Regions from separate parts of the Oryctolagus cuniculus genome. Here region 2 is linked to region 1. Evidence: chromatin contacts called from public Hi-C data. All regions are on one chromosome and are shown on one strand. The core of a region is the stretch at or near the end of the contact, and the rest is flanking DNA. Distances in the headings are between cores, read along the strand shown.

What was found. Hi-C and Micro-C count contacts between places; a contact is called where the count stands out from the background.
Region 2: a Hi-C map of psoas muscle shows a contact between it and region 1, with 1.8 times the contacts expected there. The contact joins the enhancer-like site here to the promoter of TXLNB in region 1. A contact is called at or near these places in 2 of 6 Hi-C or Micro-C datasets (psoas muscle and an unstated tissue).

The regions. Positions count from the first base shown.
Region 1 is chr5:29,547,548-29,554,590 of mOryCun1.1, forward strand. It overlaps TXLNB (taxilin beta), which reads left to right and starts at 4,060. Exons shown (of 11, transcript XM_070073497.1): 1 at 4,060-4,255; 2 at 6,821-7,043. The coding sequence starts at 6,822.
Region 2 is chr5:29,610,898-29,617,940 of mOryCun1.1, forward strand. No RefSeq gene overlaps it. Among named protein-coding and RNA genes, the nearest start is that of TXLNB, 63 kb to the left of the region's middle. Within about 2 kb of position 4,369, at least 1 of the 8 cell types and tissues checked has an H3K27ac peak or open chromatin away from gene starts, as enhancers often do.

The DNA.
Region 1 (7,043 bases), core at 2,810-5,309:
GTTCAGTAGAGAACACTGTTTCAATAATGAAGACATAGAATGTGTATTAAAAATTGAAATGCAATTTTATTAGGAAAATGAGCAAAGTGGGCATAAATAATGAAAATCTTTATCTATCATATAGAAATACAATAGCTGGCCAGCACCATGGCTCACTTGGCTAATCCTCTGCCTTCGGAGCCGGCACCCCGGGTTTTAGTCCCGGTTGGGGTGCCAGGTACTAGTCCCAGTTGCTCCTCTTCCAGTCCAGCTCTCTGCTGTGACCTGGGAGGGCAGTGGAGGATGGCCCAGGTCCTTGGGCCCTGCACCCACATGGGAGACCGGGAGGAAGCACTTGGCTCCTGGCTTCGGCCGGCCGTAGCGGCCATTAGGGGAGTGAACCAACGGAAGGAAGACCTTTCTTTCTGTCTCTCTCTCTCTCACTGTCTAACTCTGCCTGTCAAAAAAAAAAAAAAAATACAATAGCTAATATCTAAAACTGATGAGTTAACAGACAACATAGGCATTTTATTTACAAAGGAAAACAAATTTTAGAAGGAAAATCTACAGTAGTTTAAGGTTAGAACCTCTAGAGAGCATGACAAAGTTGGAGGAAAGCTGGAGGACAACAGATTGTTTCTTGTGATATGCATTTTTGTACTGTTTGATTTTTAAAAATTATTTTCCTATAACGTTGCATAAAAATCTAAACACTACTTTGAAAAAATGAGTTTATTCCTTAACAGCCCAAAGGCTTAAAAGTATAATGTGTAACTTCACAATAAAACATTAAATCTACTAATTTGCCTTCTTTATTAGCCTACCCTAGTTTTGGAGGGTCTGTATCAGACCACACATGGATTCTTAGGAGCCACAATTTTGTGTTTTCATTTCAACTATAATTGCAAATGTAGAATCCTCTTCCAAATCACGCAGACAGCCACGACGTAACTGCCATTGTGGTGTGCTTGCTATCACAACTTAGGGCCAAGAAGTACTACTGTATTTAGTGCCAGAAAATGAAAAAAACAGTGTCTCAGTCTGTTTAGGCTGCAGTAACAAACTAGATGGCTTACAACCAGCAGAAGCTTAGTTCTCACAGTCCTGGAAGTTCAAGAAAAGGTGCAGCCAGATTCTGTTTCTAGCGAGGGCCCATTTCCTCACAGCCATCGTCTCACTATAATCGCATACAGCACAAGGCCAGGGAGTTTCTCCAAGAGCTCTTTTTTTTTTTTTAACTTTTATTTAGTAAATATAAATTTCCAAAGTACAGTTTATGGATTACAATGGCTCCCGCCCCATAACTTCCCTCCAACTCGCACCCCTCCCATCTCCCGCTCCCTCTCCCATTCCATTCACATCAAGATTCATTTTCAATTATCTTTATATACAGAAGATCGATTCAGCATATATTAAGTAAAGATTTCATCAGTTTGCACCCACACAGAAACACAGAGTATAAAAATACTGTTTCAGTACTAGTTATAGCATTACTTCACATTGGACAACACATTAAGGACAGATCCCACATGAGGAATAAGTACACAGTGACTCCTGTTGTTGACTTAACGATTTGACACTCTTGTTTATGGCGTCAGTAATCTCCCTAGGCTCTAGTCTTGAGTTGCCAAGGCTATGGAAGCCTTTTGAGTTCGCTGACTTTGATCTTATTCAGACAGGGTCTTAGTCAAAGTGGAAGTTCCCTCCTCCCTTCAGAGAAAGGTACCTCCTTCTTCCCCAAGAGCTCTTATAAGGGCCATAATCCCATTCATGAGGGCGCTACTCTCATAGCCTAATCATGATCTCTCAAAGACCCGCACTCGCTTCTGTCATCACTGGGGAGTTCGGATGTCAGTGTATGAACTCGGGGGCATACAAACATCCAGCTCATAGCAAGCAATAAAGGATGTGTCAGTATCAAATTAAATCATAGCAGGTGACACAAGTGAAACATCTGTAATAATCTGAATGGGCCAAGTCTTGAAGAAACTGTATCACTTTTTAAAGCTTTATTTTATTTTATTTGAAAGACAGAGTATCAAAAAGAGAGGGAAAGACAGAGAAAGAAAAATCTTCTATATGCTGGTTCACTCCTCAAATGGCTATAACAGTTGTGGCTTGGCCAGGCTAGAGCCAGGAGCCTGGGACTTCATTCAGGTCTTCCACATGGCAGGGGCCCCAGTACTTGGGCCATCTTCTGCTGCTTTCCCAGGCACATTATCAGGGATCTGGGCTCAATATGGCACCACAGGCAGTATTTTAACCAACTGTGCCTCAAGACCAGCACCTTGAGTCACTTCTTATAGAAAAACACCATGAACTCAAAAGGACCAACAGTCAGCACCAATATTCATGTTGCAAGTTGCACCTTGGACTCTGCACAACATTATTGCCAGAAAAAAAGTAATATTGGTAATTTAATTGCATTTATTGGTTTTATACTATATAATTACTGTAAGGATAAGAAACATCTATTTTCATATTAGTATATATTAGTCCAAATAATAATTTAGTTCAATCATAGAATGAATTTTTCCCTTTAAATTAAATTCAACATTATTTAAACTATTCTGTTAAAAAAATGTGCATAAATTTGAGAAGCACTGACTCATTTACTGACAAATCTCATTAGGTCAATTTTCTACAATCAGGTTGTAGCATTCACTAAGTGCTCATTAACGTTAGAAGGAAATACCTTTTTCTTTCATCGATTTTAGTTCACTAACTTTATTACCATGATGCAGTAAACGGCTTCATTGTTGAAATCACCCAGATTTCTTTTCCCTGACCTCTATTTATTAGTTATGCTCACCTATATATAATTTATGCCTCCCCTGACCTCAGAGAAAGGAGTAGGAAAACGCTTGAGAGGGTGCAATGTTTTGGGTTTCCTATTGCTGCCATAACAATTTACTATAAATTTAGCAGCTTAAAAAAAAAACTTACTATCTTATGCTTCTGTAAGAAACCCAAAAGGAGCTAAATGGGGCTAAAATCCACATGCCAGCAGTACTGCATTTTTCTGGAGGCTGCAGAGGAGAATCCATTTCCCTGCCTTTTCCAGTGTCTAGAACCTCCCGCATTCCTTGGTTCACTGCCACACATCACGCTGATCTTTACTGGTCATCAATCTTCTTTTCTAAGTCTGATCCTCTCACCTTCCTCTTACAATTATGAGAACCCTGTGGTTCATAATCCAGAACCATCTCCCCACGCCAAGACCTTAATCTAAGGCAAAATTGTTTTTGCCTTGTCAAGTTACGTGCACAGAACAGGGATTAGGATATGGACATCTTTTGGATGGCATTATTTGGTCTACCACAAGGAGTGCCACTTGGTCCATCCTGTCCCCAAAGCAGAAAGTCTCATAGAAGGATCTGCTTTGGAAAAGTAGGAACACATTCCCTGGGAACTGAAAGAAAAGGGCAGTAAATGTAAGACAGCATTTTACAGTGTGTGGGAATGAGGTTCTTTTTCTGAGGAAGATTGAGGAGCACACAGGGGCTTTGAAAGGGGTGGACACGCTGCTCTGCGAGGTGAGAAAACCCCACTAAGAAGATAAAGCAGACTGCTTTCCTAAGGGCCCGAGATGTGGTAGTCTCCTGGGAAGGACTCTCTGAGGACATGCCAGTCACCATGCACATGAAGATTACTCCCAGCTCCAAAACGCTCACTTCACTGCTATTGCACATTTGCAAACAGCGCAACTGTAGCGTCAGAATTAACGTGGCTCTACCACCTTTTCGGTATGCCCTTGTTTTCTGCTTTGCAGGATTCCTCCAGCATGAAACCTGACACTAATTAGGCTAGCCCCAAGTAGGAAAATAAAGATGATGAACCACAACCCACTCTGGAGATAAACCAAGGAAAACGGATCTCTGCCCAAAAGAACAACAGTGAAAAATCGTATTTGCCAAGGGGCTATCTACTAAGAGTTTAAATTTTTAGAAGAACAAAACGTGGAGAGTCTGATAAGATCTGCCAGCTACTGCTGTTTTCTCAGATATTTGCCAGGGCCACAGCCACTGAAGCTTGGGTGGATTTCTCTCTTGCTGTGTCATAAGATGTTCCTCTCCCCACCCCCACCTCCTCCCTCCTGCTGCCTCCACCAGTGCCTGTGTGTGTGTGTGTGCGCGCGCACGAGTGTGTATTTGGTTTCTCTCTCCCCTGTAAGAACACAGTCCGCCCGCCTTCTCCTGCTGTTGCTGCCGCTCTGACTTGCTCTTTGCTGCTGCTTTCCTCTCTTTCTCTTCCTGCTTAAGCTCCCTGCCTTCTGGTAAGTATGACAAACACTCCCCCAAGCCCTGTGAGATGTAGGGAGTGGTTTGTGGTGCTCGAAACTTGCAACTTTGAGACTGCCAGTGAACTGTTGAAGAACTTTCCATTGTTGCATTTATAATTAAAATGTGTGGCTCAGGAAGGGATGTGTGAGTGCTGGGACTGCCAGCACAAGTGAAATATGCTCTCAGAGGAGGGGAGGAAAGGGCAACACAGTTCACATAGATGAAAGTGAAAATTAAATTCTTTGACATAAAAATAATTTATATAAAAGGGTCCTTTAAAACTAACAATGTTTTTTCCTCTTGTTGATTTGTCTTGAGTCTACTTTTAGAAATTGAGTTGTCCTGTGGTTAATGACTCAGTTATTCTGCCTTAAAGTAAATGTGGAAAAGGAGTTTAAAGAATATTTGTGGAATTAAAGACATCAATGATAATGACATCTGAAGAATGAAGAATAAATCAAATACAAACAAAACATGTGCATGTAGACTAACCACAGTAAAACTCCATACACAGTCGGTTTTAAATTCTTGATTGAAATTCGCTTTCATTTTGATTTGATTTGATTTGATTCTAATATGGGTTCCCAACATTTTAAAACTCACATATGGTCTTAAGTCACTAAATACATACTGTTTTAATTTGATTTAAAAATTATTCTCTTGAATGCCCAAGGATGACGTGCTAAATGCCATGACTCATTTTAGAATAGCTTAAAATAACTTCTGACTGGACAGCAGGTGCCATGTGTCTTTGAGTTTAGAGGAAGCATAAGTTATATATAGATGAGTGTGCCTAACAAGTGGAGATCAAGATCAAGAGATTCCAATGAGGAAAACAAAGAAGCTGTCTACTACATACATTATCTGATCATCAAATTGGTGAATTAAAATTGGTGAAAGAAAAAAAGAACTTCCTTCTAACTTAATGAGTACTTGGTGAGAGCAACAAGTAGGTGGCAATGTCTAAGCTCTGGCTTTTCCTTTCTCGCTGGTGTCCAAACATCTGACACCCACTGCCCTGAGAATGAGGGAAGGGGGCTGTGCCGTTGATACAAGAGTATGTTTTTGTTCTCACTTTCACATGACCATAGCAGCAAAACCTATGAATGATGAGGATCGTGCCATATTTTATGGTCATAAGTAGCATCATCAGCATTAAATATTATTTACAGATAAAATGTTCCATCACTTAATGAACTAACACAAACTGATTGCAAATCTAGAAATGGTAGTAGCCAGACACCCTACAGTAATCTTCCACACAACTTTGTTCCTCACTCCTCATTTCTTAAGAACTTGTGTTATACTTACATTATTTTCCTAGTTCATTCCTTCCCTGCTTTTTTACTTGATATATAATAAAAATGATTGGCCGACGCCATGGCTCACTAGGGTAATCCTACGCCTAGCGGCGCCGGCACACCAGGTTCTAGTCCCGGTCGGGGAGCCGGATTCTGTCCCGGTTGCCCCTCTTCCAGGCCAGCTCTCTGCTGTGGCCAGGGAGTGCAGTGGAGGATGGCCCAAGTGCTTGGGCCCTGCACCCCATGGGAGACCAGGAGAAGTACCTGGCTCCTGCCATCGGATCAGCGCGGTGCGCCGGCCGCAGCGCCAGTCGCAGCGGCCACTGGAGGGTGAACCAAAGGCAAAGGAAGACCTTTCTCTCTGTCTCTCTCTCTCTCTCACTGTCCACGCTGCCTGTAAAAAAAAAAAAAAAAAAAAAAAAAAAAAATTATTAAGTTTCCCTAGAGTTACTTGCCTTGGAATAGAAAGTGATAATCTGCTTTCTTCTAAAAGAAAGCCGATTTTTATAGAGGAATAAAAAGTTATTGTAGAAATTTAAGAAATTGCTATTATTATAAGCATTACCATGTTTCCATATTGGTTGGTTTATTTACACCTTCCCTTATTCCACGTCTTATTACAAAAATGATGCTAGAATGAATTTCAGGAAAAATATTTTTGCTGATTGACAATTAATAACATGTTGCTCATCTGGGAAAAAGAAAATACTAGAAAGGCAAGAATATCTCCTGAATCACTAGAATAATTCATTTACATCCAACCATCTGTACTAATCAACTCTTTACTTACAGGTCAATATAAAGTTAGGGGCATTATTGTTATGAATCATTTAAAGTTAATTGGCTATTGTATTAAGTAATTTAACTTTGAATGAAAACTAATACCACTTAAAATTAAACATATGAAATGTATATACCTGTGTACTTCCAATGATTGTGAATCTACACATATTCATAAAAGAAAATGGTAACATTGGATCTTCTAAGCAAATGACAAATATGTCACGAAAAACAATACTTTGGTAATGTTAATAATAAGGTATACTGAAAACTAAAACCATAAATATGCTAGTAGTATGACTCCATCTGGAAAAATGGCTTCCCACTGTTTCTACCTAACTAATTGTAACAGCAATGATTTGTAAAAGTACATTCACTCTATGTTAGAAACCATAATTAGTTGATGCTCAATTTGCTCACATAACTTAGTGAACTACACAAAACCTAACTATGCTTACCACTTGATACTACACACAGTATGGAGATTAATCACGCTGAACAGCTCTCAGCAGAACAGTCCACACCTCCAGAGGACAGTTCTTCATCACCTAGGCAGAATGGCCTTGAGAAGCAAGATGGTCAGAATTCCCCAACCCTACTCCAAGCACCACAGCAAGAGGCAAGTGTGCACCCTGAAAAGGGGACTCACGACATCTCTGAAGAGTTAAACCGTCAACTGGAAGACATCATCAACACATAC
Region 2 (7,043 bases), core at 3,119-5,618, 64 kb after region 1:
CTGGATCCAGCTGCTCTTTGCACATGGCACAGTTGCTCTTTTTCAGGGGGTAGGAGTGAGGTGGCTATCATTTGCATCCAAAAAGCCCTGAGTAACTGAGGTGAGAAGTTTGAATAGCTGAAGTGTGGTGGCACAAGGAGAAGAGTTCAAAATTCTAATAATTGATTCATATCAAAATGTTTTAAAATCTCATTTCTCATGTTAATTTTTCAACTTGTCTTTAAAGACTCTTTACTGTGAAAATGATGAATTTTTACCGAGAGAATTCTTCCATATAACCCACCACTTGGGTCAAGAAGTGGAACACAGCCTAACGTTCCCCAGTCCTTCCTCTGCAGAGGAAACCACCTTCCTGACTGGGAATTTGTTTTGTGGTGTGTGTATGTGCATGCTTGCATTTACGCATTGTGTGGACGGGTCGTTGTTATTTTATAAAACTATTCCTCTGTGTCTAATTCCTTTTGCTGAAAACTATACGTGTGAGATTCATCCACATTAAGTCTTGTAGGAATGGTTCATCCATTTTAATTGTCATATAGTAATCTATAGTATGAGTTCATCACTATTTATCCATTCCAATGCTAGTTGATGTTTAAACTGTTTAACTATTGGCTATAATGTTGCTATGACATTTACTAAGCATATACTCAGCAAAGGAATCAGTGTGTTAGATGACACACATCTACTAAGCTATGGAAGATCCTACCAAAGAGTTTTCCAAATAGTTTGTATCAGTTACTTCAGCTATCAGTGTCTGGTAGGATGGGTAGCTTCCCGGCTTCCTCAACACATGATGTCATCACTTATATTGATTTAGACCACTTGAAGGGGAATATCTCCCTGCAGTTTTAATTTGCCTTTCCCTGGTCATCAATGACATTGGACATGGTTTTATAGTTATTTGCCAAATGTATACCTCTTTCATAAGATACACATTCATGATTTCCCCCTTCTTTTCCTAGTTATCTGTTTTATTCTTGCTCATTTGTAGGAGTACTTTATATTTCTGGAAATGAGTACTTAATTAATAAAACTACAAATCAAGCTGGTTCTGTGGCTTGCTTCTGATTCTCTTAATAATATATTTGGATACAAACAGAACTTCTCATTTTTAATGGGGTCTAATTCATTAATTTTTTACCCCTTTTGACAAATATGTGGTTTTTTTTTAAACATTATTTATTTGAAAGAGTGAGAGGGAGCGAGATCTTCCATCTGCTGATTCTCTCCTCAAATTGCCACAACTGCCAGGTGGGGGCCAAGCCAAAACCAGGAATCAGGAACTCCATCCAGGTCTCTCCTATGGGTGTTAGGAGAAGCCCAGGCACTTGGGCCTTCCTCTGCTGTCCCCCACCCTCGCTTCAGCACGCTAGCAACAAGCAGAGCAGCTGGGACTTAAATCAACATGCCATTATGGGATGCAAATGTCACAAGCTGCATCTTTCTTATTTTTTATTTTTGGACAGGCAGAGTTAGACAGTGAGAGAGACAGAGAGAAAGGTCTTCCTTCCGTTGGTTCACCCCCGAAATGGCCGCTACGGCCGGCTCACTGCGCTGATTCGAAGCCAGGAGCCAGGTGTTTCCTCCTGGTCTCCCATGCGGGTGCAGGGTCCAAGCGCTTGGGCCATCCTCCACTGCCTTCCCGGACCACAGCAGAGAGCTGGACTGAAGAGGAGCAACCAGGACTAGAACCCGGTATGCCGGCGCCACAGGATTAGCCTAGTGAGCCGCAGCGCCGGCCACAAGCTGCATCTTTTAAAGAAATAGATTTATTTGACTGAGAGAAGCAGAGAAAGAGAAAGAGGTCTTCCATCCGCTGGTTCACTCTCCAAATGGTCAGGGCTGGGCCAGACCAAAGCCAGGAGCCAGGAGTTTCTTCCAGGTCTCCCACATGGGTGCAGGGGCCCAAGCATTTAGGCCATCTTCTGCTGGTTTCTCAGGTACATTATCAGGGAGCTGGATCGGAGGTAGAGCAGCAGGCATTCAAACAGGCACCCATATGGGATGCTGGCATTGCAGACAGCAGTTTAACTTGCTACACCACAAAGACGGCCCCAACACAAAGCACACCTTATTAACCCATTGCACCACAACAGCAGTCCCCATTTGTTCCTGTTTAAGAAATATTTATCAATTCCAAAATTATAAAGATATTCTCTCAGATTATCTTCTGGAATCTGTATTGTTTTACATTTAGATATGCAATCTACTCAGAATCGATTTTTGAAGAATATGACACAGGTGATTAGATTAAAATTTTTCTATATAGATAGGCAAGTGGTCAAGCACTATTGATTTAAACCAGACCATTTTCTTCTGTTGCTTTTTAAATCTATCTTAGTCATAAATGGAAGGTCCAGGCCAATGCTGTGGCACAGTAGGTTAATCCTCTGCCTGTGGCGCTGGCATCCCATATGGGTGCTGGTTCTAGTCCCGGCTGCTCCACTTCCAATACAGCTCTCTGTTATGGCCTGAGAAAGCAGTATAAGATGGTCCAAGTCCTTGGGCCCCTAAACCCACGTAGGAGACTGGGAAGAAGCACCTGGCTCCTGGCTTCAGATTGACGTAGTTCCAGCCATTGCGGCCATTTGGGGAGTGAACCAACGGACAGAAGACCTTTCTCTCTGTCTTTCCCTCTCACTGTAACTCTACCTCTCAAATAAATAAATAAATAAATAAAATCTTTTTAAAAAAATGGTAGGTCCATACGTTGATGGGACTTTTTCTAAACTCTTCTGTTCAATTGATTTATTTGTCCATGTTCCAATACCACATAGGTGTAGTTACTGAATTTTATATTTTTTTACAAAAAACCCTCAGAGCTGATAATGTAAGTCTTCCTGCTTTGTTTTTCTTCAATATAGTATTAAATATTCTAGACCCTTTTTTTTCCATATACAAAAATCATATTATCAGTTTATATACACACACTCATACAGTTTTCACGGGGATTGGATTTAACTTACAAATCAACTTGGGAAGAACTGATGTTTACAATATTGAGTTTTCTAATCTATGAATGTGGAAAATATATCCATTTATTTAGGTACTCTTTATTCTTCAATAACATTTATAGTTTGCTGGGTGTCTATTTATATTTCATTAGGTTTAATTTTAAGTATCTGGTATTTTGTGATTATACTGAAAAGTGATAATTAAATTCTAATTTTTGCCAGTATAGAGAAATAAAAATACTTCCAATCCAGCTCCCCGCTAACGTACTTGGGAAAGCAGTGGAAGTCCCTAGGGCCCCTAAACCCATGTGGGAGACCCAGAAGAAGCTCCTGGCTCCTGGCTTTGGACTGGCCCATCTTCAACTGAACTAGCAGATGCAGCAGATGGAAGCTCTCTCTCTCTGTCTCTACTCCTCCCTCTCTGTAACTCCACCCTTCAAATAAATAATAAAGATAAATCTTTAAAAAAATCATTGATTTTCTGCCTTTATTCTTTTCTAGCATAGGCATTTAAGACTCCCTAAGAATGACTTTAACCTTGAATTTTGATCTATTACTTTTCTATCGTTCAATTCAAATGTTTTTTATTTTCATTGTGACTTCTTCTTTGTCACATATGTATATTAATTTCTAAACATTTGAAAATTTTGCTTATCTTTTAACAACTATCAATTGATAGTTTAATTCTGCTATAGTCATAGACCATACTTTGTATGATTTAAAAGATTTTTAAGTGTATTTATTTTTCATTTTACTTGTAAGAGTCTCTTTCATAAAAGCACGGCACCCATTCATGAGAGTTCTTGCTTTATGAAGCAATCACCTACCGAATGCCCCTATCTCCTAACACTATCACTTTAGTGGTAGAATTTCAAAATATGAATTTGGGAGAACACATAAACTCAGTCTATAATGTTGGTTAATACTCAGCACCTCTACTTTGGGTTTAGAAAATATGATCACCACAATTTCCCATCTTTTCCTATCAGCTGTCTAACAAGGCCTAACATTCTTATATCAGCAGGAAAACAGAACATTAGGAGTCAATGACCAAGAAGAGTCAGCACACAGCTATAACAAATACAATTCTAGATATTCTAGATTCTTGCTAACTTGTTTCCAAGATAGGGCTGTGAGGGCTGATCATTTTGATGAGATTTCGCAGACCAGTGGCAAGAGGGAAGGCCTGCTTGCTGTGTCAGCCTCCAAGCTGCTGCAGGACATGTCTGCAAGGAACCAGATAACTGGTTCCTAACCTGCTTATTTTAGACCAGTGACGTCTCCAGTCTCACAGATTCCGAAGGCCTTTCCTTTGAACCTGCCTGCAAGCAGGGACAGACAGCAGCAGCTGCCACCACACTGATCATGGGTTTGTGCTGCTGCTGGCCCCAAAAGGCTGCTTGGAGTTGCTGATTTGCATTCCTCCAAGAGCTGCCCGTGTCTGCTCCAAGAGAGAACAGCAGTGCCACCTACTGAGCTGCCAGAGCCTTAGCCAGCACTGCAGCCAGCCCAGGCCTGCTTGTCATAAATGACAGGACTGCCTGAGCCAGCAAACAGGACTAAAAAGCACACTTGGACAGCGATTCCATAGGCCTCCTCTTCTGCCCACTTGAGTGATCGCTTACCACTGCAAGACTGAAAATGCCTCAAGGAAGTCTACTCTGCTCTGAACAAATGCAACTCAAGTACACCTGGGACCCAGGCTGTATTCTCCTTAAGTGATAAACCAGCAAGCCAGCAAATGCAGAGTTAAGCACTGAACACACTTAAGTACTTATCCTGTGCTAGACCCTGGGCAAGGGCAAAAGCACAAAGAAACCACACTAGAGAAGCAGTAGATGGACAACAGACGTAACACCTGCCTTCCACAAGCGATCACGTACACTCAAGGAACTCAGGTGCAATTTACTTCACGTGGAACGTAACCCAAAGGATGGAACTTTCCGTTTCTCCCTAGGTGCTACTGCTCCTGTCACCGGCTTCAGATTAAGAAGGCATGATGACTTCTTCAGTGGTTGGCATTGGTTTTGTTTTGAATCACCAATCAACAAGTAATATATTTGGAATTTTGTTCTCAAAAATAGCTGCTTTGCACATGTCCTAAGCATCTACCTGACCCACCTCTTGGAAAACCTTGCCAGGAGAAGTTTCAAAGTGCTAAATCTATTCCCTGTGCTCATACACTTCTCAAATATGTACACATTGTCATATACAACTTACACATGTTACTAAGTAAGCACCTATTAAGCCAAGAACCCAACACACATTGATCTTTTAGGTATACACTCTGCAGTGGGATTGCTGGATCATATGGCAAGTTGTTTCTAGTTTTTAAAGAAATCTCCATACTGTTATCTACAGTGGCTGCACTAACTTACATTCTCCCCAACAGTGTCTAAGAGTTCTTCTTCCACAACCTTGCCAGCATTTGTTACTCTGTTTTTGATAATAATCATTCCAGCAGAGGTGAAGTGATACCTCATTTTGTTTTTAATTTGCATTTCCCTGATAGCTAGTGATATTGAGCATTTTTTCATATATTTGTTGTCCATTTGTATCGAGAATTATCTATGAAGGTCCTTTGCCTATTTCTTAACTGGATTGTTTTGTTGTTGTTCAGACTTTCGAGTTGATGAAATATTCTGGATATTAATTCTTTGTCTCATAAGTAGCTTACAAACATTTTCTCCCATTCTGTCTCTTCACTCCATTGATTGTTTCCTTTTCTGGTCAAGAAGCCTCTGAGTTTGATAAAATCCTTTTTGTCTAGGTTTGCTTTTGTTGCCTGTGTCTTTGGAGTCTTATTCAAGAATTTATCACCGATAAATGTCTTGAAGTGTTTCCTCTGTTTTCGTTTAGCAGTTGCATAGTTTCAGGTCTTACATTTAAGTCTTTGATCTGTCTTGAGTTGATTTTAGTGTATGGGGAGAGGGAGAGATCCAATTTCATCTTTGCCAGCACCATTTACCAAAAGGACTATCCTTTCTCCAGTGTAAGTTCTTGGCACCTTTGTCAAAGAATCAACTGGCTGTACGTAAATGGATTAATGTCCAGGTTCTTCCTTCTGTTCCATTGATCCATATGCTGGTATTGATTCCAGTATCATGCCATTTGCATTACTATAGCTTTATAGTAGGCTCTGAAATCAGGAATTGTGATACCTCTAGCTTGACTCCTGGCCGCTCAGGGTCACCTTGGCTATTTTGGGTCTTTTTTGATTCCATATGAATTTTAGAATTTTTTTCTAACTCTGTTAAGAACATCATTGGTGTTTTGATGGGGATTGCATTAAATCTATTGATTGCTTTAGGTAGTATAGACATTTTAACTATATTAATTTTTCCAATCTATAAGCAAGGAATATATTTTCATTGTTGTGTGTCCTTGATATGTTCTTTCATCAATGTTTTATAGTCGTCATTGTGGAGAACTTTCACCTATTTGATCAAATATTTTCCTAAATATTTTTGGTAGCTATTGTGAATACAAATTCTTTCTTGATTTCTCTTGCAGAAAGATCATTATTGGTGTATAAAAATGTTAGTTTTTGCATATTGATTTTGTATCCTGTGACTTCACCAAATTGGTTTATCAGTTCTAACAGCTTTTTGGTAGAGTGTTTAGGTTTTTCCATGTACAACACCATGTCATCTGCAAACATAGATATTTTTATTTCCTCCTTTACAATTTCTGTGCCCTTTATTTCCTTTTCCTCCTTAATTGCTCTTTATTTATTTATTTACTTATTTATTTTTATTTTTGACAGGCAGAGTGGACAGTGAGAGAGAGAGAGAGACAGAGAGAAAGGTCTTCCTTTTGCCATTGGTTCACCCTCCAGTGGCTGCCGCGGCCAGCGCATCACGCTGATCCGAAGCCAGGAGCCAGGTGCTTCTCCTGGTCTCCCATGCGGGTGCAGGGCCCAAGCACTTGGGCCATCCTCCACTGCACTCCTGGGCCATAGCAGAGGGCTGGCCTGGAAGAGGGGCAACCAGGACAGAATCCGGCACCCCGATCGGGAATAGAACCCGGTGTGCCAGCGCCACAAGGTGAAGGATTAGCCTAGTGAGCCGCGGCGCCAGCCCTTAATTG